4 separate regions of the Mus musculus genome follow, and all the other regions are linked to region 2. The links are chromatin contacts, called in public HiCAR-type and HiChIP or PLAC-seq maps. All regions are on one chromosome and are shown on one strand. Each heading gives the region's core, a stretch centred on a gene start, on an enhancer-like site or on the middle of the called end of the contact. The rest is flanking DNA. Distances are from core to core; before and after follow the strand shown.

Region 1 (6,929 bases), core at 2,011-4,510, 2.8 Mb after region 2:
TCAGTGCATAGCGAGAACAGCTATCCTGAGAAGTAACAGTGCGCTCAAAGGCCTGGGTATCAACACCTACCAATCACTTCACTAATTAGGATTGTGGAACTGGGAAAAGGCAGAACAGTGGAGCTCAGGAGATTCACCTTTATGATGGCATAGGAGACAATGACAATGAAGGCTTTTAGTTATTTAAGTGCCTGATTAAGTGATTTCACAGAGAAATATAAATGGTTGGGCCTTTCATCACAACACGGATTTAAGAATCACTCCTGGATGGTCTGCAGATATAAATGTTAAAGTTTATAACAAAAACTGTTAGACTAAAACATGGGTAACATCTTTACAGCATTATAGGATGTACAGATTGTAGACAAGTGCTAGTCAGATCCAGGTCTAGAACACAGAAAACTGCAAAATGGAGAATGTGCAAGAGATTATCCAAATGGCCAAAAAGGTTTGAGTGTTTAATGTAACTAGTCATTAAGAAAACTCACATTTTATTTCAACTAGAAAACATAAAATAAGGACAGAAAAAGGCAACACCCCAGGGAGGTGTGGAATGAGTGGAAATCCCACACTGCAATGGTATCCCCCGCTACAGAACATGGCTCACCAGTATTTTCCAATGCTGAGCTACGGAACTAACAACTTTACTCCTAAGTAGATTGTAAATGGGAATGCATACATATAGTTGCCAAGTGATCGGTACAAGAAGAGCACAGTCAGAAAGAACCTCAAAAGACAAGTATTGCTAGCAATAAAAATGAGCTGCCTAACTTTATGCACGATCACGGGTAACTCTCATAAGCCTAGCACCAGAACAACTGGACCCAAAGACCACGTGGTCAAGAATCTGCAGTACAGGCTTGCCTTAACCAGCACACACACGCATACCAGTAAACCAGTCTTTTTCTTCTTACTGGTGTGCAGCAGAAGCCAATACTTACAGTGAATTTGGCCCGCTCTTCCATAACCTCGTAACCTAGAATTGTAGGTGTTGAAGGTCTGTCTTCCCAGTTCACTGCCTCAGGATGCTGCTCTTCAGCCTCTCTTGGTCTAGCAGAATACTCAATGGATGAATCTGTCCCTGTAAATTTAGTCCTAATGAGAGGACTACCACACATTGATGATGCACTGTCCATCTGATCCTGGACATTCGTCTGCTTAAGACTGCCCACAGCTGAGTCCTCTAACTGGCCTTTGGAAGAGGTTGAGCTTGTGGAAACACTGCCAAAAGAAGAACTCCTTTGATTTCTGTTGTTTGTAAAGCTGGAAGCGGAGTTTCCTATTGGCATTGGAACTGGGACATACGGGGTTGCCATCTTCTTTGGCCTTGGCAACAAACTTGTACACCTTTGAGTCCAAACACTTAAAGAACAACCAATATGCAGTTCATTGCTTTCTTCTTAGGAATTCACTATCTAAAAATGAGAAGGACATATTGAAGAATTAGACTTCAACCTAGAACTCAAACCAATAGAAAAGAAAGTGCTTCTCTTAATTTGTGACACTCAATTACCTATGAAGACATGGGTAACATCATCCTGTAATCTGATTTACCTCTGTGGACTCTTGTTTACATGGTTAGGAGAACAAACTTATTTTACATCTCTTTTCTTGACCCTTATGATATACATATTTCTTCTTTTTTTTTCCCTTTGGTCTACTTTTCTTTATTTTTTGCAATATTCATTTTAAATGGACTTAATCCTAACATACATTCAAACATATTTCCTGTCTACTCCCACTCAAAAAATGGAAGCAGAAGGAGAAGTTTTGTCGTCCTGGTTGTACTATATGCAACATAGGAACAGAAGAAGGAAAAAAGTCATTCATTTTACTTTTTTATAGAATTACTGAAACTCCCAAGGATTTACACAGGCTAATCATAGTCAGTCCGAAGTTTGATTATTACTAAGGAATGCTCTTTTACTTTGATTGAGATTTGCAATGCTATGCATGCATTCTAAACCTCTTCCTTAAAAAATATGTTAATTTTTAGGCAGGGTCTTACAAGGTTGTTGCCTGTGAACTTGCTAAGTAAGTAGCCTAGGTAGGTTTGAACTTTTGATCTTGCAGCCTCCATAGGTGCTGGGATACACACCTGTACTACCAAGCCAGCAACAACTGTCTTGAAAGTAACATTTTTTTTTAAACTTAGCATCAAATATATTTCAAATGCAAACTTGGTAAAGTTAACGAAAAAAAAGGGGGGGGGAAGGTATCAGGTTTACAGTCAATCAAATTAAATCATTAAAAGTTTTGCTTTTTGATTCTAGATTATTCATTCTCAATAACCTAAGGTCCAAAAGATGGTTATATTGTATGTCTGAATAATTTTGTAGAATAAAGAAGTAATGACTTACCATTACGACGTTAAGTAATAAACTCAGAAATGTTAAGTAGCGACCAGGAGAAATGACAGGTCTATTTATACACAGCAACAGGGGGTCTACCAGCCCAACTTTATTTACTGTCCTCTTAGCAAGCTGTCCCCTCTGGATGTAGGAAGTTTAAACAGGGTGTCTAACCTCACGCGGCCAGTGCAACCTTCCTTATTGTGGAACATTCAAGAAACTTGAGCTACGGACTCACCCCTTGGGTGAATCCTGACCCCCACCCCGCACCTCCCCAGAAGAACCGCGCAGGATTCTCGTAGCTCCGGCGCTGGCCTCTGACATCTGCCACCTGAGGCCCCGGGCTGCCAAGGGCGGCCTCGGGGTGCGCCCGGGGACTTCCACCCGCGGGAGCGCCGAGCGGCGGAGGGAGGGCGTGTCGCCTTCTTCGGGGGCGCCTGACCTCGTACCCAGGAGGATGCTCCCGCGCTACCTGGGGAGGAGGGTGACAGCACGGTGGCGGAACGCAGGCCCGGGGAAGCTGGCAGGGCGACGCGGTCCGCGCGGGCCGCGAGCCCTCAGGCCGGGCTCCCGCACCTGCAGTCCTCCCGGGCCAGGCGCGCCCAGGGGTGCGGCGGGGTCCAGGCTCCCCCGCGCCCCGCAGCCTCCCGCGCGCCCGCCCGCCGTCCAGGCGGCAGGTGTCCCCGCGTCCTACCTCGGCGCGCTCCGCGACCCCACGCCGTCAGGGGAAGGAAGGCGGCTCCTGTTGGACTGCGGCGGGTCGCGTCCTGCCCGGGCACTCGGACTCCTCACGTGACCCTCCGCCCCGGAGCAGCCGCTCGGTGCCTGGGCACAGCCACCCAGCCAGGTTCCCGCGAACCGAGGGAAGGGACGGCCTCGAGTGGGAGGGGGAGGTATGCCGCTCCAGGAAGTGACGTCACAGCACGGCACCGCCCCCGGAGGCCCACACTGGGATTGCTGGTCCCTGTCTCTGCAGTGGCCCGAACAAATCTAATTTTATCACAGGGAATCGACAGTTTTTTTTCCACAGGCTTTATTACTAGGGAGTTTCTGAGAAATGGGGCTACAATATCTAGTTTGCCAAGTAGATGAAGAGAAGACTTCAATTCCCAGAAGGCACTTTGGCTAGCATAAGTTCGGGCTAGAGCTTTGCATCATGGGACTTGTAGTTATCACTGGTTGGGGGGGGAGGTCTAGAAGGTTAGTCATTTTCCATAATTAGCATTTCTTTGATGGATTGACAACTGATTTGAAGAGTAGGCAGATAGAACACTATTTTATTGTGTATTTGTCCCTGTAATTTAGGACTATGGTAAAGATTCCTGAATGCCTGAATTTCTGAATTTAGCCCAAGTGAAAACAGTATTAGGCTGCTTAGATTTGCTAATTTGAAAACCTTTAGTGTTTCAGCAACACTATTATTTAATATTATATATCAAAGTTTACAGAACCATTTGTCAGTACAATCGAGTTGTCTTATTTAAAGATCATTCAATGATTTCTAGGGCTTTGGAGCGATACCTAGAAGGGGAAAATTGAGAGTGGTGATTCCAAAATGATAATGTGATTTCTGACATAGGTGTAGCTTTTATTGGAGAAATAAGTATGAGATAAACAGAATTCGTTGAAAACATAAAGATATTTTCAGGATGAAATTGCCCTTTTTGTCCTTGAATTAATATAATTGAATAAAGGGAAGAAAAAAGTAAGGCAAAGAAAAATGAACCTTGGAATAGTTTTCTTAATAGGGCTCCAGGGGCCAAGGAAAGAAAAGCGCTCAAGAAATAAGAGTGTACAGGTAGCATAGTTTGAAGAAAGATGAAGATCTTGTAAAGGTTGTTGGAACTGTTTGAGTAATTTTTTTTCAGATTATTGAGTGGAACATAACAGGATATACATATATACAAACATATACATATATACATATGTATATATCGCATATTTTCTGGTATTGATAAATGGCTAGATTTTACTTTCAGGAGATAACTAGACATTTTTAGTAATCAAAGAAGAACATTCTGTGTGTTGTCAGATAAGGGCTACAACATAATCTATATATACAATATAATCTATATATATACTGGCCGGTTCCTACTTATAGACTTTTAGTTTACACTCTATGCAGTGGTCCACAATAGAAATGAACTGTTTACACAGCTTACAGAATAAGATTATTTTTCTGACTTTTGTGTTGTGTACTTTTATGTATGTATAATAAGAGGGCATTTGAGCTCACCCAAGGTATCGTTAGACAAGATGCATAGCTTTTATCAGCCTGAGGTGATAGTGGGGTGAGCGAGAAGATGTAAAAACTACAGGATAAAAGAAGCATTTGAAATGGAAAGATATATTATTTCCCCTCCTAAGGAATTGCTCTATCTTCTGTACATTTGGCTTCTCTTGTGGCTAGGTTTATATCCCGGTTTAGATACATTTTTATTAAGCTGGATTTTTTTTTCAAGTAGCATATTTGATCCAACTTGTGTCCAACAGGTGCCTCTTTCCAAAGAATTAAAATGGAGGTGTGGCTGAGCAAAGGCATAAGATTGATGCCACAGAAACTAATGTCATAGGAGTATCTGTGGTGAGAAGTCTGGAAAGCCCCCCTGCTAATTTCTCTAAGATTGATCCATTCTTTCTCCCCTCTTGACTTCCCTTAGACTCTGTGAAATAGCCTAGTGAGTTTTTCAACATATTAGCCTTTTGCTTAAATACGGTCAAAGATTGTGTTTTAGTGTAAAAACCAAAACTGCAAGTAACACAGGCAAACTGAAAACCAGGAGTGGACACAGACAGGAGTCTTACAATTATTTAAATTGGGATGAGGAGATGGCTCTCTGGATAAAGCACTTGCTGGGCAAGTGTGAGGACCAGAGTTCAGTTCCCCAGTACCCACAAAGAACAGCCAGGAGTGGGTGTGCGGGCATGCACACCTATGTACGCTCATATATATGTTTAATCCCAGTTCTTGGGAGGTGGACCCCAGGATCTCTTGAGCAAATTGGCTCCTAGACTGTCTGAATTAGTTCCAGGTTCAGTGACAGACCTTGCCTCAGAAGGTAAAGAGCAATTAAGGGTGATACCTGCCCAATCTGCATACAAGTATGTAGACCTCTTCATGTACTACATACGTGTGAACACTCATACAAGCATATACACCACACATAAACCTACACAGATAATAAAGTGTGGTAGTTCATAAGGGAACATTATTAGTTTATCACTTCGATAACTCTGTATAGAAATATGATATTTATAATACAGGAAAACACTTCCTCAGTAATTTACAATTAAAAAACGAACATGAAGTGACCCCATTAAATTTAAAAATAATTAATTCTGTGATTCGCACTTGTACTCCATAGGGGGCGTTCCTGTAATCTTGCTATTTAGGATCTGTACTCATGTGCTCTATTTTCTCAGTGCCATGACCTTGTGAGTCTAGAGAAAGAACCACAGGTGATCTAGCTCCGGGAGAGCTGGGAGGTCAGCAAGGCATGGCAACCTGACACCTGAGGCCCTGGCTGGATGTGCGAGCTCTCCAGCTTCTTACATTCGGAACGAGAATCATTTGAGATGAGTGTAAGGCAGACATGACTGCTGTCATTGACTATTTTTCTTGCGGTGTGGAAATCTCTTCCTGCAAGTCAGGTGCAGAAAGGATGGGTGTGGTCCATGAGAAGCCTCGGTTTTGCCGAGAAGGATCCCGACTCTTTTCTTGAGCTCTGAGAGCCAATTCATACACTCGATCCTTTTCTAGCTGTCTTTGAAGTTCTTTCTGCTACATTTTCAACTAGCGTCCGACATTTGGGGGATTTCCATAACAAGCTTGAGAGAGGACACAGCTTGTGCGGGTGTGGAGGGAGGGTTAGGGGACAGCCTAATGGAACTGAAAGGTTTTCTGGGGGTGAAGTTGGACGTAGAGATCGTCTTTTAGACTACACCGATTATGACCTTATCAGTAATGCCTTCCTATGGAATGCCTACTCTATAGAATCAAGGAAGCCACCCTCGGTTAGCCTTTTGTTCTTGGCTTGGAATGCAAACTGACCTTATGTCATCTGTGGTTACCCAATCATGCGCAGGGACTGAGTTATGCATTAGGTATCTATCTGCCCACATCTCCTAACACCAAATAAGCTATCCCATAATTTCAGGTTTTTTTTTTTTTAATAGCTGGACCGGTATACACACTTTTATTTCCAAGATCATTTTAGTTTCTGGTTCTAATTTGCAAAATGAAATACTTTTCAGAGACTATAAGTTTCTTCATGATGCTTATATTGCTCACAGTTAGCTAAATCAATCAATTGGCTACTCCTGGGGACTTGCCATAGAAAAATGTGTCTGAAAGTCCAACTGTAGCAATCATTTGCCGCTCTGATCTCTCACATTTTTTTCTCTTTATATGATTTGACAGTGCTTTTGCCTGTGATTTTCTGTCCCCCTACATCGGTGCCCACATTCCTTTTGACAACCTCCTGGGTGGGTTGTCAATTCCTGTCCTATCAGATGCGATTATCACTGCATCTGCCTTTCTGGACCAGAATGGAAACACCTTGAGGTCAATAAAGGTGG
Region 2 (6,621 bases), core at 515-3,014:
AACCCAGGGCATTGCAAAGAAGACAGGGATGCGGTGTCTCTAGCTGTACAGTGAGCTCCTGCAGGGGCACCTTGGCAGCCTTCCATCATTTTCTTGGGCAGTCTCTCAGGTCTCCACATCTTTTATTTGGTTTCTGATAAGTACTCCCTCAAATGTTTTTGGTTCGCTAGTACCTAAGAGAGGGGAAGTAATTGTACCTAAAACAGTGGGCCGGAAACCAATACAATGGTTTGCAATGGGGTTGCAAAAGGAAAGAGCCTTAGGCTAGATCCTGCACCTCCATAGGTTCTCTTGCTTGAGGAAGTATTTAAAACACCTGCATTCCCTTAGGTAGACCTCCTCACACTCCATTCTGTTCTCATCTCTATTAGTTCTAGCTACAAATGGATTCCAGCCTCTGTCAATTCTGTTCTTGTCCACTTTAAATCCTTACTTATTTAAAACTAATGCAAGCCTATTAGATTTGATCAGGGAGCTAAGAATTTGTACTCATGGGTACTTAAAGTTCTGCCTCCCTTAAGTAGCAAATATATAGAAGGAAAATAAAATCTGGCCTTTTGCAATCTCAGCCGCAGGACTTGGGTTCCCAGCAAACAAGTCAACTTACAGCCTGGATCGGAAACTCCCAGACTTACTGCGGGGAGAAGAGGGGGTTTTCCAATGATCTGTCCTTTAGGGTTTAAAAGCGCATCCTGGGAGCGACTCTTTCATTCTCCATGAAGTTCTGAGCTGCGAGAGCCCAGCAACGCCCTGAACCCAGGCAGCCTGTGAGTAACTGCACAGCCAGGAAGCCAGGAAGGGCTGCATTGAAGAGGTACTGGCTAGGGACAAAGTGGCTGAAAACCACTGACTACTGAGTCTTGACTGCAGGGGGCCACCGCGTCGCGGCTCCCGCACTGAAGCTCTGGGTCTGGGGATCTGAAAACCGCCTCGGGAACTGTTCCTCCCCGCCCGCCAGGGTTGTACGCCCAGGTGCCAATGGTTCTGGGCAACCGAGCTCAGCGCGGGTAGTGGCTGACCATGGGAGAGGCCAAGCTCTCAGCCTGTCCAAAGTGCAAGGCCGGGCTATTCCCGGACGTGCGGAGGCGCGGGGGCGGGTGGCACCTCCCGGACTGTCCCAGAGTCCCCGGCGCGCTAGGCGCACCTACTTGTGCGCACCAGAGAGCAGCGCTTACCATGGAACATGGTCTGCGGGAGGTGGGTGTAGTCATGATGACTGGGACTGCAGCAGGAGCCGGCTCTCACCACCCATAATCACTCCCAGGACCCCGGTCATCCACCGGGTGGCCGCAAACCGGTGCTGGGCAGGGCAGTTCAGGCAGCTGACTCCTCTCACCCACGCCACGCCTGGTCCATCCATCCCAAGAGGGGCCGCATGCATCACCGGCCACCCAGGCGCTCTGGCTTTGCCATAACTTCCGTAGGATCTGCCGGCAGACTAAGCAGGGTACTTTCAGTTTCTACTTTGCGCTGGGTCTTCAGGTTCAATGTTTGGGTTTATACCCTCAGCGTCTTCCCCAGTCACCTGGACCAGGATCAGTGGTTGCTGCGAATTGAAAGTAGCTCAGGAGAAGCCAGCTGGCCTTCTGGATCAGAAAGATTCGGCTAATAGGCTTTTCAAATGACTTCTAACCTCTCTGGCAACTCTGTGAGACTGGGAGCTAAAACCGCTGGTTACTAATATGTCCACAGAAGCCACAAATGTGCAGCAGAGAAAGCTCGCTATTGCAAGTCAGTTCCACTGAGGAGGCGTCGCTGCTTCTGCTGCCGCCGATGTAAGTCATCTTAAAAAAAAAAAAAAAAAAAAGGAAGTGAAGGATGATTAAGAGGGTCACGCCCTCTGCCCCTCTAGGTTCTCTAGTTTGTTTTTTTTTTTTTTTTCCTCCCTGTCATCTGTGCAATGCACCTGCTCAGGTAGGACTTTAAGAACAAATAATTCTTGTGAGTCCATCCAGTCTAGTATGTAAGTGGTAGCTTCAGAAAACCAAAACTCGTATTAGTTGGGGGCACATAGAAGTTCTGCATAGTAACTATCTCCCACAGTTATCTCCTGACATAGCTAATCACCATTGTGATTGTTTCATTAAAGTGTTTTGTTTTGTTTTAATAATAGGCCTGAATTACCGAGGGGATTCCTGATTTAGTGTTGTTTCTTATAATCAGGAGAAACACTGCTTAGGTGAAGGCAGGTTGTGCAAACCAGTAACAAGAGAGATCTGAGATCAGGACCATATCTCTCATATATCTAGTATTTGCTCTATGCCAGGACTCTTGGTCAGGAATTTACATGTATTTTGGCATCTGGAGTTTTCTGCCGAGGCAATCTGTTTTCTTATCTGCAGTTGAAAGATACACATGGGAACAGAGGCTTCCTTAAGTAACAGAGCTAAGTTCACGTGGCTGAATTTGGATAAAAAACACCTGCAGGCTGGCTTCAAAGAGTCTGCTTGGAATCTCTTGTGGAAGAGAACCTTGTAAATAATGGAGGATACAGTAGACTAAGAAGACGCCCTAGGGTGGTGGGTGTGCTCTTAACGCTCTGGGGAACCTCAGAAAGGGGTCTGGAGCTGGCGGTTCCTAATCGGACATCAGGACACGAGCTTCAGATTCTGTCTGTTAACAGTGAAAAGAGGCAGAGAGGTACTGTTTGTGCATTTAGAGTGTGGACCATAGGAGTTCTAACTGGGCACTGGCCTGTGGACTCTGCAGGGACTCTCACTTTCCACATTCAATGTAAAACCTGTTGTCTTAGTGCACTTCCAAAATAAATCCTACCCGGTGCCTGCAGGGCTGTTTAAACACCTCTCTGTTGTCTCTCTTGTTGTCATCCTGCTCAAAGCATCAGGAGATTTGACAGTACTTGTTATCTTCACTGCAGCCCTGGTCTCCAGACAGCTCCCATCCACAGAGAAGGGCTATCTAGAATAGGATTAGGCTCCAGCGTTGCAGTATGACAGGATGGAAGAGAGCTACTGTGGTGAGAAAGCATTTCAACGATGGAACATGGAAAAATGTCCACCAAAAAAAAAAAAAAAAAAAAAAAAAAAAGGAAAGAGAGGAAAGAGAAAGAAAACAGGGAATTGCTGGCAAATGAAATCAGGAAACTGAGCCTCTCAGGCACACATTTCCAAAAATGTCATTGGAACTCAGATGTGGAGAAAAGCAGTAGACAGAGATGAGGCTGCAGGGGTGGTTAAAGACTAACTCTATAAACATGTCTAGGTTTGTGGCGGCTGTATTAAACTCCCTGACCATAGGGTACACGTAGGTGTACAACTGCTCACATTCTATGCTTTTTTCCCCCCACCTGTTGTTGGGCTTTTCAGAGGAGAGTCAAAGAACATCCATCAAAAGAGTGCGAGAGGGGAAGTCTGTCTTCCTTCCTAGTACAATCACCAGAAAGGCTTGTGCATAGGCAACATTGGAGTAAAATGAGGCGAAAGTATCTAAAGTTCCAGGAAAGGAGAAGTAAATGTATTTTACAGGACTCTGACCCTCAGTGTTAAGAATGTCTTCTGAAAAGAATATTTAGAAAGCATTTGGAATTTCAAAGGTTAGATAAAAATGGACACCTTTGAACTACATTGTATTATGAGAGAATTCTAAGAAAATTAGTGTCCTTTTGAAAAAAACAGCCCAGCTCTTTAAATCAGCTATTGCTTTTTAAATACAAATTGAACATACAGATTGACAGGGGTGGATATTTCATGAATTTTTAGAATGTTGATAATTAAATAAATGAAATAATATGTGAGGCCTGGTACCTGTAACCCTAGCTGCTCAACCAGAGGCAGGGAGAATTAAAAGTTCAGTTCCTGATTTGTTTAATGAGTGAAACCATGTCTTTAAAAGTAACAAAATAAAACAGGACTGGTGACATAGCTCAAAGGCTGGGAGCTTGCTTAATTTTCATGAACCCCCTAGATTCCATCTCCAGTATCATAAAAAAGAAGCCAGAAGTGGAGGAGGAGGAGGAGGAGGAGGAAGAGGAGGAGGAGGAGGAGGAGCAATAGTGGTAGTGGTACTGGTAGTAGTGGTAGCAGTAATAGTAGGAAGAGGGGAGGGAGGTGAGGGAGGAAGAGGAGGAGAGGAAGGGGTAGGGGATGAGGAAGAAGAGAAGGGGAGGGGTGATAGAGGAAGAGGAGAAAGGGGGAGGAGGACGAAAAAGTGAAGAAATAATTACAAAATTATTAACACTGTATAACAAGAAATACTGAAATACATTATAGGATGCTGACTTAGGGCAGAAAAATTTTTAATAATAAGCAATGTTTCTTAAGTTTCCACACTTTACAACTATTAGTCAATATAGTTAATTATTTCTCTCTCTGTTGTGCAGGCCTGCTTTGAACTGGCACTCTCTATTAAAACCTCTTGGCTATGGAGGCACTATGCATATACCAACATCCATGATGAAAACTTACTTTCTTGATTAATTATCTATACTCATTTTACCTGATTAAATATAACAATTATCTGTCTGCCTGTCTGTCAATGCACTATGAGATCTAAATTCTAGTGTGCTATATTTTCTAAAGTTCCTATCCTTCTAGACAAAAATATCAAAATAGGAAATACACACACACACACACACACACACACAGACACACAAACACTGTAGATATGTTAGGTGTATAGTTGTCTGGGTTCTGTGGTTTGAGAGATCCATTCTTGGTCTACTCTTATGGACAGGAACATTTTAAATTACATTTGGACAAAGGAACTCTTCACTTTGCCTTGAGCTTCACAAATTCAGTTGCTGAATTAACTATGCGTGTTCACGATGGGTAGCAATCCATGCTTTTAAGGTGATTGTATATTGAAGGGGAAATGGGTGTGCCGTTTAAAAATTCAGTGTGTTGAGAAGGAAATAATGAGGCACTATTTTAACCAGAGAGTAAAGGGAGTTTAAGCCCATTTTATTGTGAGTGTACAAGAAGATCAGTCCACTCTTACAGTAAGAACATAATTTCCTAGCATATAATTCTAAATCAGATATGGTTCAAGTATTTGCACAAAATGAAATTTGAACATTACTAATTGGCAATCTAGCATTTATTTGTGTGTCGTTTTTCTTGTTGCCTTTCTAAATAAAACATAAATTGACAATGATATTATGTTTAAATTGCTTCTCTCCAGATTGGAATTTATCATTTTGCTGTAACTAGGATATGTTTGTTATTCATATCACATGTAAATGAGATCCAGGCAATTTTGTCAGGTTTTGCTAATAACACAAAAGAAACTGAGAACCATGTTCCTAAACCCCTGTAAAAAATGTTTCATAAAACTATTTATTTTTGTGGAAGATATGTGGAAATTCAATAATAAAACACAATTAGTCTCATGGAATGAAGTCCAGGGCAGGGTGCTTTGACCACTATGTTACTCAGAAAGAATTTTTTTTTTTTCTGACAATACAATTAGCGATTAGCAGCTCTGCTGTTGAGATGTAAATGTAGCATATCATGGATGGCTATAGCCACGGAAAATAATGAAGTTATGGAAAATAATGAAATTTAAATGCTAAAAGAATGAAGAGGTAATGCATGTGGAGAGAGATCTTTAGACACAAGCCTCACAGACTAGACAGAGAAGCAAAGTCTGTGTCCACCAACAAAGCCAATATAATGACAGACAAGTAGGAGACTCAGCACCCCAGGAACATCAGCGTTTTCAAAATCCACAAAGCCTGAAAAGGAAACGAACTGAAGCTCATACTCCCTTGGATTGCTTAGTCCTGAAGACAACCATACAGAGAGATATCTACAGAATAGGTATCTGTGGGGCATGAACTGAGGCAATGAAGTTGAGGCAAAATTTCAGAGATGTTTGGTAGTGATGAAAGGAGCGGTCCCAAGTTTCACGAGCATATCATGGACAATGGAAGTTTTCAATTCTGAGAAGGATTTAAGCATATTTAAAAATATAATGACAAAATTCGGTTCCCAAATAGCAGGAAGAATGAAATCAAGAATCTAAAATGACCTGCTATTTTTCTTATATTCTCTTCAGGTCAATTTCAGTCTTTTATAATTCTCAACAATAGGAATCTATTATGTATCAATAATTTTTGACTCTTTGAATTATTCCCTGCACACTCACTTTTACACTGCTGGCATCGCTTGGTCCAGTGTTGCTCTGTTACCTTTTAGAAAACACAGCTATGGAGCAATACGTTTGCTTTACTTGGTTCTTTTGTGTGCTATATGTCTGGCAGTCGGGACTTCTGAAATATATACTAGAGTTGGGAATGGACTATGCTTTAAATTTCTGCTGTTATAGTCAGAGAAATTGTTTCTACAACAAACTTTCAATAAAAAAGGTTTTGAAAAAAACTGAGAACTTTCTGCTTAAATGTCTTGGTAGCTTCCCTTTGTGTTATCCAATTACTATTTGAAGACACCCAGTTGTTTTGTCTTGGATAACAGTAACTGTTCCAGTCAGCCTAGAATGTGATGTAGTCAAAGATTGCCTTCTGAGTCACAGACTATATCCTGCTATGTCCTGTGGAAGAATTCTTCAGCATGAACAAGTCTTGACTTGCATTGATCATAGAGAATCAGAGCTCCTAATAAAGCTATGCCAATATCCAAGAATGCTACAATCCCAACTACCGAC
Region 3 (6,107 bases), core at 1,738-4,237, 2.4 Mb before region 2:
CTTGTAGGTTTTCTCTAGCGTAAATGCAAGTGCAAGATATAGTTTTAAATAGAATGCCTGAGGATCCAGAGAGAAATCTCTCCTTTGAAAGAGGTTGAACTGGGTGTTGTTTGCTCACACTGACTGGCACTCTTTATTTACATACATCTGCATATTTGCTCAGGCCTTAGTATTTAGCTGTTAAAGTACTTCTGAGTGCGTAGTAGAATAAACCAACCCAGAGAAAAGCTCTTAATTACCTTGACTTGTATTTCTCCTTAAAGCTCCCTGGTAAACATATCTTTGGTGTGAGAGTAATTATTTTGCCTGGGTTTTTTTTTTTTTTGTTTTTGTTTTTGTTTTTTTTTTTTTTAATCTAGAACTCTAAAAAGGCATTTCTTAGGAATGAGTTGTGCTTTTATATTCTTCTCTTTGCTGTCTCTGTGTGAGAGTGTGTTCGTGTGTGTCTAATGAAGTTTGAGAGTTGTGCGCAGGGGCGCATGGGGTGCGAGCCCCGGAGGTCCCCATCCTCCGTCTCCTTAGTCGCCTCGTCCAGGGCTCCAGCCGCAACGCTAGGAGCCCTGGAAGTCGCGAGGCTCCCAGGCTGCTTTGAGTCCTGGCTGCGCGTCATTTGCAGTCTGGGGAATGTTGATCACCTCACTAATTACACCTCTCCCCCCTCCCTCCCCCTCTCCCTCGCTCTCCTCTCTCATTCCCAGAGTGCATATCGGGAATAGACACACAAAGACATGCGCACTCAACTTAATCAGCCATTTTTTTTAAACAGGGCTAAAACGATAATAATTAGCAGAATAAAGACATATCGGATTTTCATTTCCTTTCCTCCTTTTCCCAACCCCTTCACAAGCAAACAGCGAGACCGCGGTCGGCACATGCTTTAACTCCTCCCGGAACCCCGAGGACCGCTCCGTGCTCCCCACTTTTTGCTCCAGCGTTTTTATTTTCACCCAATAAAGTTCGAGGATTATTTTTTTATTTTTTATTCTTTTTAATGAACCCTCTCGTTTTACTTGGATGTGATCAGCTGTACGTAAAATAAAAGCAAAACAAAAAAGAGGCGAAGATCGAGTAGGAACTGCAGGGAAATGGAAAGTAAGTTTTTTCTTTAACTTTTATTGAGTAGTTTGTGTTAAATTTAGGTCGAGTATCGATTATCTTTCCAGCCTGATCTTGCACAATCTTTGATATTTCGCTCACTCTCTCTCCCTCTCCCTCTCCGCCTCTCTACCCCTAGATCGCTTGCTACCGCTCGCCCTAGCACACGTACCCTCATCCCGACCACCTCTTCCGCTCTGCCCCCCTTTTCCATCTCTTTCCCCCGTTTTTTTTTTGGCTCAAAGATTTGCTCTGCTGAGGGAGGGAGAAGGCACAGGCGGAGGGGGGATTGGGGCTGGAGGTGGGGGGGAGGCATGCTTTTCAAGATTTAACTTTTGTATTAAGTGACTTTCGGCCGAGCAGTTTTCTGTCTTTTTCTCAGTCTTTTCGGGTTCTGCTTTCCTCGGGAGCCGGAGACACTCTGGTGATCCGGCGAAGCTGTCATTTCGGCAGCGGCTCGGACATTATCTGGGGTCCTCGCTCGCTCCGCGTCCCTGCACCCCATCGAGATGATGTTTCCTCTGCACACATTCTCCGAAAGTTTGGACAGTGGTCGGTGGGGCTCGCAGCCCCCCTCTCCTCTCCTCTCCCTTGATCCTCCCCTGTACTCTTCTCGGTTTCCTTTTCATCTTCCTTTTCCCTTCTCCACCCTTTCTCAAGTTCCCGAAGGGCACTCACTGCGCGGGGCTGTGGCAGGCCAGGGCTGGTGCGCGCGAGGCGCCGGGCCCGGGAGGATGGGCGAGCGCGGGGCTTGGCTGCAGGTAGACACCGGTCTGCGGAGCGCGGCCGGCAGCGGCAGGCCCTGGCGGCTCTTGGCTGCACGGGCGCTGCGGACCTGGTAGGTCCGTTAGGAGGCGGGATCTCCCGGCCTATGTCCGCAGACCTGGGAGTGGAGGCAGCTCGCCCCGGGGTTTGGGGATTGATCGCCACACTAAGAGGACACCCGCGGCTGGAGATCAAGAGCCTTTGCTTTCTTTTTTGGTAAAGGGCAAGGGTGTGTGTGTGTGTGTGTGTGTGTGTGTGTGTGTGTGTGTGTGTGTAAAGGAGATGTGGCTGACTGTGGGAATTGATGCATTTTACACACACACACACACACACACACACACACACACACACTCACTACAGGGTTCCATGTCTGCAAATGAACTTCACCTCCTCAGCTTCAGCTGGCACCAAGCATGCCTTCTGACCTGATATGATCAGTTAGGCTACCAGGGGCTGGAGTGAGCCTGGTCTCGCTTCTTTTCCTTTTCCTTTTCCTTTTCTTTTCTTTTCTTTTCTTTTCTTTTCTTTTCTTTTCTTTTCTTTTCTTTTCTTCTCTTCTCTTCTCTTCTCTTCTCTTCTCTTCTCCTCTCCTCTCCTCTCCTCTCCTCTCCCTCCCCTCCCCTTCCCTCTTCTCTCCTTTCCTTTCCCTTCCCTTCCCTTCCCTTCCCTTCCCTTCCCTTCCCTTCCCTTCCCTTCCCTTCCCTTCCCTTCTCTTCTCTTCTCTTCTCTTCTCTTCTCTTCTCTTCTCTTCTCTTCTCTTCTCTTCTCTTCTCTTCTCTTTTTTTCCTCTCTCTCTCTTTCCCCCTCCCTCCCTCCGTCCCTTTCCATTCCTTTTGCTCTTTTCTATCAGAAAAAATAAAATAAAATTTTTCTATAATTGTATAAAAGTTCCTCAGTGATGGCCAAGTTCCGGAATGTTCCCCCATCTTGCCCCCTCTCCCAGAAGACCATGCATTGGTTATTTCTTTTGTTACCTGTGATCCAAGCGAGGGGCTCCTTGAAGCGCTGGGTCTAGGGTTCGGCCCAGATATGAGGCTCCAGAGGAGCCTTCCGCTGTGTCTCCACAGTTCCGTGCGCCGTTCTGGAGAGGTTTTAGCTACCTTTCGGTGAGACACCCTCTTTGTAGGTACCAAAGGTTCAGATCACAAACATGGACACCCCCCCCCCAAACACACACACACACACACACACACACACACACACACACTCACAGTCAACACTCACAGAACACACATTCGCCCCACTCCCCCCACCTCTAGCCCCAACCTTGCCTTCACTTTCCCCCTCCCCCAAAAAGCACACACAGAACAACATCCCCCACCAGCACCAAACAAAAACCCAAAGACAAGTTCAGTGGACGAAGATGGTGTATTGACACTGACTCAGACAGAGGCAGGTTCACCAAGAAATCTAGCGTTGGTGATTTCTGACAGTTGCATTTCCTCTCCTTGAGCACCCCCCCCCCAACCCTTTATTAACTCTGTTCCATGTTTAATCAAGGATCATGTAGATGGCAAAAGGAGAGAGAGAGAGAGAGAGACACACACACACGGGACAGAGAGAGGAGAGAGGAAGAGAGAGAGGAGACTGGAAACAGGAGGGGTTTAATTTTTTCGTTTTTTTCCCCCTTTTTCCTTTCCTTCCCTTTCCCTTTCCATTTCCCTCCCTCCCTCCCTTTCTTTCTTTCTTTCTTTCTTTCTTTCTTTCTTTCTTTCTTTCTTTCTTTCTTTCTTTCTCTTTTTATAATTTTCTTCTCCTGGATTTTCAGTGGCGTGATCCCTATACACGTGGAGTGGTTAGACCTCATATGTAGTATTATATTTTTAGTTGGGTGAATGTTTGGAAGAGTCAGGGAGAGGCTGAGGCTGCCGCTGCCTTTTCGGTTGGTGCTTAGATTAAGGCTGAGACTTGGCTGCGATTGGGACGCGACAGTGACATGGGCATCGATCGCTTCCATTGAGAGCAAAGCAAAAACACAGCCCGGGTATGTAACACTTGCTGCCATCCACACTTGCTTTACCTTGTGTTTACTGACAAAACTGACGGAGCAAGCTCAGACTTCTTTCTTCCTTCCTTCCTTCCTTCCTTTCTTCCTTTCTTCCTTTCTTCCTTTCTTTCGCTTTTTGCTATTTTCTCTTTTCTAAATGAAGAATAAAAAGAATAATGTGTATAACATTTGTTGAAAAGGATGGGTTTTAATAACGCATAAAGGAAATTTGGGGATTATTTCACTGCATCTGTTACTATTTTAGAGTTTTCCTTCTCCACTAAGAAGCACATTAAATAAATAGAAGATTTTTTTCCAAATTAAAAATAAAATAAAATAAAAAGTAAATCCTTAAGGGAATGTTTGATATTGTTCAAGGGCTGTGGTTTCAAGCAGCAGGAAGGAACACAAAAAAATAAAAGATGGCTAGCCAGCTGTTTTAACCTCTTGCACCTGGCTTCAGTGTATGGATCATAAGGGTCAAACAGTTGTTTTTAATGGTTTTAATATTTATGGCATAAACTGCAGAGAGCATCGCTGTGTGTTTATTCAATAGCTGGCTGCTCATGTATTTAAAAAGTAAACTCTTATTGGAGTGTTTTCCTTTTTTATAGCAATGGAGATAGGGTCAATGAAATATGAGGGTTGCACCATAAATCGAAAAGTGAAATGTACCCAAGGAACAAAGGAAGGTCAGGTGAACTGGCTGTGTAAGTCACAGCAGCAGCACCCACTATGGGATAAGGCAGAGACAGTAGCTCTGGATCTGGGAAGTGAAAGTTTCTAACTTAATAAAAACAAGACAACACATTCGGCTCTATTGCAGTGTTTTGCAGCTTTTGGCAGGAGTAGTGCAACTCTTCATTAATTGTGAGCTAGTTGGATTATTTTAAAGGTGCTGCAACAGCAAGGGGAAACAGAAAGGAGACTGAGAAAATTGCTGTTTAATATTGAAGAATTTACTGCTTCCATTCTGACCATGAGCCTAAATTTACACAATGAAATCTGATTATCTATAATAACAATATTAGATCCAGCATTGGATGGATGAGAATTGAGGTGGTTTTGTTGATTGCAAGGGTTTAATGTTGCATTTCAGAATCTGATGTGGTTTGGTCTCCCTTCCATTAACTGGAAAACCCCTGAGGTTTTACAATTATTTCTTAAAGATAATACATTTAAGATTGCATTGGTAGGCTGAAGAAAAGTCATAAAGGCAAGAAGGGAAGCCCTTAATAACTCTTGAGGTTCAGACATGTTCAGCAGTTAGATTGGCTCTGACTTCACCAAGGGTCGACAATGTGTCATTTCCACGAAGCCAAATTGCCCTCTGCCTATATGATATTAATGTGCAAATCAATATTTCAGGGATTAAATTTCCCTTCTTCATTTTTTATGGTTTCTACCTCAATAAGTCTCAAGTCTATTAGAAGAGGCTGTATGATTTAAAACCTTTCACTGCAGAATGGCTTGTCGTAGTCTTGTTTCACAGACCATTTTAGGGTTTTTGTTATAACGACTAAAGGTGCCCTACAGAAGTTCTGAGGCAGTGTGGAGCCAGGGTCAGTAGTGTAAGGCCCTCATTTGATTAAGAGCTAAGATATATTGGAAATATATATATACATATATATGTATTTGGGCATGATATATACATTCTGCTGCTTTAAAAATATTATGTTAATCACATTGATTTATTTCAAAATCAATTGATGTCCCTTTCTTAGTAGTGATTTGTTCAGCATTCTTGTGGACTGTGTTGATTTTCTAAAACACTATGCATAAATTAGCCTTGTGTGAAAGTATTTGGAGGAAGAGAGTTTTCATGTAGCAACATTTTCCTAAGAAGTTCTTTTAGAAATTATTGTGTCTCACAGTAATAATCAAATGTTGTCATTTGCGTGCACTGATCTCATAGCTATCATTGAGGTTTCTGACTAAATGATTAGCTGGTTTCTACTAAGTGGGGTCTCCTTCCTTTCTGCTATATGTTTACTTTCTAACACCTAGCAGGAGCAATGTGGCTTTGGACTCTCTTGGAGAATCACAGTTACATCTGAAAATATGTATACTGATTGGAAAATACAAAGTAGAAATGAGGGGAAGGTTGAAATAAAAGACTGTGTCTTTATCATAAAATCTTCAGAAGGCCTACTGCCTATCATTTGATCCTGTTTTATAGTCTTAAACCATCTGGACAAAGTTCTGCACAGCTGCAAGAATTTCATATGTGATAGAACATTTTTTCCATTCAGTGTGAAAT
Region 4 (7,120 bases), core at 456-2,955, 2.7 Mb after region 2:
CAGAACGTATGCTCAATTCTGATGGGAAAGTTCCCTGCTTTCCCTTACCACGTTTGAGAGAAGAAAACTCTATGTCTAAAAGCAAAGGTGCCATTTGCCTCCTAGACTTCAGGCAGGGGAAATGTGAGCAAGTGACTTGACAGCTTTCTGCTGACCTCTCCAGACTCACCCCAGGCTTGACCGCACTAACACTAACGTGGGCCCCTAGCCCAGGGAAGCATGGAAGTGCTCATGCCCAGGAAAGGTGGCCGCTCTGCCTGCTTCCCAGGACAAGTCACACCCTGTGCTTCCCCTGTAAGAGCGTCAGGTACACGGAGAAGCGCAGGGACACAGAGCAGACAGACACAACCAGATGCTGCTGGCTACGGCTTCACCTTCCTTCTTATTGATATAAGGTGGGCTTCAAGCTTTGAGCATCCTCGCTTAGTCTTCAGAATGCTGGTGGGATTACAGACATTTGCCCTCACGCCTAAGCGCCTTTTCCTGTGATCCAAGCGTCCAAGCAAGCATATAAAAGGCGCTTTGAGTTATAGAATAAACTCCTTACAGCTCTTCAAGAATGCTTTCCAAACTTGGTCACACTTGTTCTTACTGCTCTCTTCTATTCTGTCACAACTGGACATTCTTGGGCTGGGCTTGCCTCCTCACCACTTGCTTCCTCAAGCCACTCACACTTTACCTTGTGACAACATGAACAGAACACCTCCTGACTCCCCAGGACTGTTTCAAAAGCCATCCATCGAATCTTCAACCCAACAGATATCAAGCAATAGACAGTTGCAGAAAAACTGCTGTTGCTATGCAACATTTGGTCATTTATAATGCATGCTACATCTTCTTAATCAGTTCTAATATTCCTTGAGGAAAGGAGGCTGATAAATAAAAATTTCTGAGGTGCCCTAAAATGTAGAGGTCCAGAAGAGGGAAGACACAAGGGAAGTTAATTAGGTAACAGTTCTCTGGGGTTTGTTCTGGCTTTGTGGAGCATGGTGGGGGGCAAGAATAGAGACTTTAAAAGCCTGTGCCTTGAAATTCAATTATAGCGTTAGCTCATCAGAGGCACTTTTTTAGCTTTGTTGCTGGTAGTTTACAAAATGTGCCCCAAGTCTTGGTCCATTTCCTAGCTGATATATATTAATGGCTCAATAAACCCTTTTATTTCAAAGACCTTTGCTTCAAGACTTGTTTTCACGGGGGTCATATTCTATCACCCTCACTTTGGGAACAAAATCATACAGACTTAAAATTGTTTCTATCCTATACAGGCCCCGCTCCCGACGCAGGACATCACCGGACCTGGTCTTGTTCACCCCTAATCCTGTAAATTCGTGAGCCAGGGAACTTGCCGTGTAGAGCCCTGAGGGCTTGGGCAGAGCCGGGCTCATTCTGCGACACAGAACCTCAGAGATCGAGGACCGCCTGGCGAACCCGCTCGGCTGTTTCCGGAGCGCTACGGAGAGCACCGCCGGGAGGAGGGCCCGGCAGGCGCCCCGGCCCAGCATGGGGAGAGCTTGTCTGCAGCCCGCACAACCCCCCGCCTCGGCCACCGAATAACGCTGCACGGAAGCCAGGGACAGAACCGACTCACCTCGCGCGAGCGCACCGCGATCGATGCTCAACCGCCGGCGTCCGAGGGCTCGGTTCTTCGGCTCTTCCGGAGGTAACGGGGATTGCTCCGACAGGAAGTCCCGCCCCATTAAAACCCCGCCTTCACGTCTTCGCTCAGACTGGAGGTGTAAGCCGGGCCGAATTTGCCTTTGTAAGGGCTGGTCCGGTTGAAGTTACCGTGTTCTGGCATTCTCCTGCATACCCTTTCTTCTCTAAGAATCCCGTTTTCAAATCTCCACTTTTGTCTTTATTAGTTTATTTTTTTATTAGTTTATATCATATATGTTATATATTAGTGAAATTAAATATATATAATATATTATATATTATATATTAAATTATATATAAATTATATTAGTTAAATTTCTTTATTAGTTTATATTTTCCCATTTCCCATTCTGCTCTTCGGCTACAGCTAAATTGGAGTTGTGACTGTCATTGGGCACTCTCATTTGTTAAACCTGTAAGCCTAAAGGAGATTTTTATTTTTATTTTTTGCACCAACTCTCTTCTCCATAATTCACTTAGATACAGGTTGTTTGTTGTGGACTTGACGGCGGCAGGCAGTTGCTCTCCGCACCTGCAGCCCTCAATACTAAGGACCATAGGCTTTGTAAATACTATACAAGCACCCTGTCTTTGAGCCGCTTTCAAAGGCGTCGATTTTTAGCAGTGTTCCATTATGTAGCATAGGTTGGCTTCTGAAGTCTTTGAGCATCCTGCCTCCACTTTCGGGCTACAGGCACCTGCCACCACACCAGACAGCACTTGTGCTCTTACGTGCTTAAACATAAGTGTTAGAACGGTTTCATGAAGAGTCCCTGCACAATACAGATGAGGAAAACAAAGCTTGGAGAAGTCAGGGGATTTGTCCCAAACTCACACAACAAGAGCATAGCACCCTGACTCCAAAATCCGCAGAGAATCTTCATGGCTCAACCACTTGCTCTGGATGACCAACAAAGGCTAGTTTATGGTTCTTAAAATGTTTCCTCACGTGGAACAGTACCATGGTAAGTATGTTACTTTTAAGTGGAACTCTATCCAGATGACCTACCCACAAGATGACCACAATGCCCTGGCATAATTACTTGTGAAGTGATTGGTTCTCAGGAATCAAAACAAGAAATTATCAACAACATGTAACATGTCTCAGAGATGAGTGGCAGGGACAGCAAATCGGATTGATAAACCCACAAAGACAAAATGAGTCTACTCTTCTGAAGCCTGCTGCCTTAAGACACTGATGTGGGTGTCTATCACATACTCATGGTTTTTTGCTCTTCCACAAAAGACCTTCAAGAGCTTGGTTTTGGGGTCCTCTATTATCAGTTGTTTGAAAATAAAAATCTTATCAAATGCATGCTGTATGAGTGAAAGAGCCTCCCCTGACATTGCAAAGCAGGACAGATGAGGGACCAGGTATCAGATGTCTTTACATTAAATGATCGCTAGCTTCCTCCATCAGATGAGCAGGACTCCATGGGGCTCATTGCAGCCTCTGCTGCTTCTTCCTTGCTACAGTCAGGTAACTCAGCACAATCCATTCTCCTGCCAAGTGCCTGCTGAAAGCCAAGCGCACAAAGGAGTCTGATGTTCTGATTCCGTTATAGCAGCACTGACTGCAGGCTGGTGTCACACAATACAGAACCCTGTTGCTGAGTGTGTGGAGGTGGCTCTGATGTCTATAGAGACCTCCATACATGACAAGAAGAAAACTCTAAGCACACACAAACATGTACACTCACATGACTGCACACACACACACACACACACACACATACACTGGGGTGGGAGGGGTTCTGTTCTAGTCACTTAAGCAAATGCTAAAACTTATGTGGTGTCCCAAAGTTCACTGGAGAATTATTGACTGAGATTAAAATGGTGGAGTCTCCATAAGCCAGGTGAGCTACTCAGGAGTAGAGTCTATCTCCATGTTATTCAATATGGTTTCATGATTGATGGAACATAGGTAGGAGCTGCAAACACTGATCAAAATAAGCTAACATTCTCTGTAGTGTTAACAGGTTCCAGATCATTAGAATATATATTATTATCATCATAGAATTGTTATTCTATGCATAGTGGAGTGGACTTATCATTCCTCAGAGCTACAAACTTAAAACTAAAATCAAAATTTAAAACCTGGCCCATCAATACTTTCTGCGTTTGTTTACTGTTTGATTAATCGAGGTAGGCTCTCCTGGAACTCACTCACTAGACTAAGCTAGGTTCAAACTCATGGCAGTCCCACTGCCTGGCATCCCTCTTGCTCTTAAGAGCAAGGTATTTGGGTAACTTAATCCTTATTTGATTTAATACATTTAATGATGCATAAAGCTATCCCACAAAGCACATGTCGGGTTAACCTGTATCTTAAACCTATGTGGACGTCTGTGTTTTACAGATTTGAAAGCTGACGTGACACATTCTCAGTGCCATCAAGCACAGCTAGAAAGAGAGCTGCCTGGCCTTTGATGGGCAAATGGTGGCACCTCCATAGGTTGGTATTACGCAAATGCATTTATAGTTTGAGCCTCTGAACGGGCATTTCTGTTGAAAAGCCAAATGCTCCAGGGAGGTAGCCACTGCTTTTCTGATCAGGATAGACATCCACCACCACACCATCAGGTCTTTTGTAAATCATGCTTTTTGTACACTGGACTTAGTGACATAAGAAAGAACAGATTTGGTTGTATCAGCCCAAAACACTATAGGCAAGAACACTGACAGGAAAATGTTAAACCATTTGGATTAGGCTAGGTTAGGGTAATGTATAATACACATGCAAACACATACACGTGCACACATGTAACATGTTATACGCACCTGTATGTCACACACACATATATAAGACATACACATACAGGTACTAGAAGAAATGATCTCCTCACCTCCCATGTCAAGCTTTTAACCAGCTTGAAGGTGACTATAGTGCATCTGCTGTACATTTTAAACTAGAGGAGTTTTTTCATATTCTGTGCTAAGGGATGGCCTTCTCTTAGCCTTGTAGACCAGAAGGAGCAGTAACATTTCACAGCTGGAACACATGGCTACTGTAAAGGGGGCTACGGAGGCTTCGTGTGCCTTGGGCTGGGAAAAGGAAAGCTGAATGATGGCCAGAGCTAAGAAACTATTCAACATCCCAGTTTCGAGAGCAACCGTCTTGCAAACAGGAAGAGGCAGCAAGTAGACTTTAGCCAAGGAATAGCCAAACAAAAGGCCCAGTGCAGGAACCAGAAGCCCCAATAGAAACACCTCTAGGTTAGCCATTCTCAGAAACACTAGTCCCATCCGGAAAGCCAAGTAGATGCCCACGAACATTAAAGTCAAGCTCAGAGGCCGCACTACTCTCTCTAAACAGATTGCTTTCGCAGGCATCTTGTGTTTAATGATGACACCAGTCGACATTGGCATAAGTATGAAAAGAAGAGTAGACACAATCTTTAACACAGGGACGTGAAATGCACCTGCTAAGCCCAGTAGCCGACTGTAAAAGTATGAGTTGACAGGCATCATGATGAGGGCCAGGGACGTTGATGTGCAAGTCATCAAAATGGCCAAAGTGACATCCCCTTCCAGAAGGAGAGCAAAGAGATAGCCCCCACCTCCTCCTGGGCATGTGCAGGTCATTACAAATCCAAAAGCCTGTGCCTTAGGCAAGCCCAAAATCTGAGACAAGAGAAAGCCACAGAATGGCATAAGAAAAAACTGTATAACCACCCCAAGAAGTATTGGCAAAGGTCTCTTCCACACTGTTTGAAGCACCTGGAATTCAATCTTGCAGCCAAAGGCACATTTATTTAAAAGGATCATCGATAAGACAAGCAGGAAGATGGAGCTATCGACATGGATTGGTGCCTGGAGGAGGCTGTCGTCCGTCTGTCTGAACACTCTCACTCTGACATTCTTTAGCTCGTCGATGAGTGTTGTTTGCCTACCTTCAGACTCCCAGAGCTGCAGGGTCACATTGGTCTCTCCTGGGAAAGTCTTCAGGTTGACGGTAAAGTCTGTGACAGCCAGGGAGGTCTTGGTCACATTCACCACCTGCAGCACTTTAGGATCCTCTAACTTCACGAGCAGGTAGCTGGAGTGAGGCTGTTTGTCTTTATAGCTGGACCTTACAACGATGTTTTCTTCCGTCCTTGTAAAGGACAGCATTTCTGTATTTTGTATATTCAGAAAACTGAGAAATGACTTCTTCGCTTCTCCTGGGGTCACCAACAAAAGTAGAAATATAAAAAAATTGCCAGACATTTTGAAAGTTTAAACAAACCATGTGTGCCTACCCAGTTTTAGTAAAAACCAAAAGACTATTTTTCTTACAGTTCTTCACTCACTAAAGACGTAAGTGTGAGTTAGGTAACAGCTGGGTTTGGTTGGTCAAAGTCCAGGAGGAGGAGGGACCGTTGTACTTCAAACCAGTATAAAACTATCTAGTGAGCAAGCGACACAACCAGTTTAACTTGTAGTTAAGAAAACATAAAAATAAACCCTTGTATTTAACAGGTGTCACTTACCACAAACAAAAACCTAATCTCTCTTCCTGACTTCCTTATTAACTAAGGATAAACACTTAGAGTTATTACTTTTTGGGTCTCTTTGGTCCTCAGGAAATTATAAAATAAAAGCAGCCGGGGGAACAAAACAAACAAACAAACCCCCTAAGTCAGATAGATACTATAACTTGGGGATCAGTATGATTATTCCATCAAGTCAGAGTCAAATTGCCTAACTACATGCTGGTGTGACAGGAGAGTGTGTGGTCGGAGAGAGGGGGACAGGGAGAGGGAGCAAGAAAGACAGAAGTAGTGAAATTGGTATATGAAAGAAGCCAGTCAGCTGAAAGACTGAAGTCCCTTCCTAACCAAGTCTGTCTTGTAACAAAGCATGCAACAATCAACAAATAAATGTGTCCCCCTCCCCACCACATTCTGCACTTTCTCTCCTGTCACATCAGCACGTGGTTAGGTCATTTTGACTCTGATCTGATGGACCAGTCTTACTGCTACAGTGACAAATGTGCCAATCTGTTCTCAACAGGCCCCACCACTGAACTTCTAACCTTTGTCTAGTTACTCTAAGCTCACTTGCACCTTGGGATTGATTTCTTTGTAAACTATCTTTTCCTGCCAGCATCTCTGTGTCCACTCCTGCTCCACTTCCTTGTTCAGGGGTACAACCAGAAATTGAAGCCGGTGCCCTTTGTACCCTAATTCATACCTACAACACTGGGCCCCTAAAGTAAGAGCCACATTGACCCAGGTTAGTCATGTGGCTGTCATCATTATCTATGTTGGCTGGCCTTGAGAGCACCCTGGATGCTAATAGTTCTAGAGTTCTAGAGCAATTCTACCAGGCAAAACAACACTTGCTGTCTGTAAGCAGGAAGGGTCACCAGGTAACTTAAGAACATAAAGTGCGGGAGGCAGAGGCAGGCGGATTTCTAAGTTCGAGGCCAGCCTGGTCTACAAAGTGAGTTCCAGGACAGCCAGGGCTACAGAGAAACCCT

Evidence for each region. HiCAR-type assays count read pairs that join an accessible place to other places. HiChIP or PLAC-seq counts read pairs in DNA pulled down with a chosen protein or histone mark.
Region 1: an H3K27ac HiChIP or PLAC-seq map of bone marrow-derived dendritic cells shows a contact between it and region 2, with 32 times the contacts expected there. The contact joins the promoter of Snx16 here to the promoter of Il7 in region 2. A contact is called at or near these places in 1 of 39 promoter capture datasets (liver), 1 of 115 datasets of contacts at active chromatin or transcription factors (bone marrow-derived dendritic cells) and 1 of 9 other capture datasets (macrophages).
Region 3: a contact with region 2 is called in a HiCAR-type map of astrocytes, with 3 times the contacts expected there. The contact joins the promoter of 2700069I18Rik here to the promoter of Il7 in region 2. A contact is called at or near these places in 1 of 39 promoter capture datasets (hippocampal neurons) and 1 of 115 datasets of contacts at active chromatin or transcription factors (astrocytes).
Region 4: an H3K27ac HiChIP or PLAC-seq map of bone marrow-derived dendritic cells shows a contact between it and region 2, with 51 times the contacts expected there. The contact joins the promoter of Impa1 here to the promoter of Il7 in region 2. A contact is called at or near these places in 1 of 39 promoter capture datasets (liver) and 1 of 115 datasets of contacts at active chromatin or transcription factors (bone marrow-derived dendritic cells).

What each region holds. Positions count from the first base shown.
Region 1 is chr3:10,436,870-10,443,798 of GRCm38.p6, forward strand. Snx16 (sorting nexin 16) reads right to left here and starts at 3,261. Exons shown (of 8, transcript NM_029068.4): 1 at 3,046-3,261; 2 at 942-1,415. The coding sequence starts at 1,316.
Region 2 is chr3:7,611,996-7,618,616 of GRCm38.p6, forward strand. It overlaps Il7 (interleukin 7), which reads right to left and starts at 1,765. Exons shown (of 5, transcript NM_008371.5): 1 at 1,176-1,765. The coding sequence starts at 1,185. Gm16685 (predicted gene, 16685) reads left to right here and starts at 710. Exons shown (of 3, transcript NR_168341.1): 1 at 710-814.
Region 3 is chr3:5,217,836-5,223,942 of GRCm38.p6, forward strand. 2700069I18Rik (RIKEN cDNA 2700069I18 gene) reads right to left here and starts at 2,988. Exons shown (of 3, transcript NR_045905.2): 1 at 2,835-2,988. Zfhx4 (zinc finger homeodomain 4) reads left to right here and starts at 719. Exons shown (of 11, transcript NM_030708.2): 1 at 719-1,092.
Region 4 is chr3:10,329,734-10,336,853 of GRCm38.p6, forward strand. It overlaps Impa1 (inositol (myo)-1(or 4)-monophosphatase 1), which reads right to left and starts at 1,706. Exons shown (of 9, transcript NM_018864.6): 1 at 1,589-1,706. Slc10a5 (solute carrier family 10 (sodium/bile acid cotransporter family), member 5) reads right to left here and starts at 5,923. Exons shown (of 1, transcript NM_001010834.2): 1 at 2,001-5,923. The coding sequence starts at 5,865. The coding sequence ends at 4,561.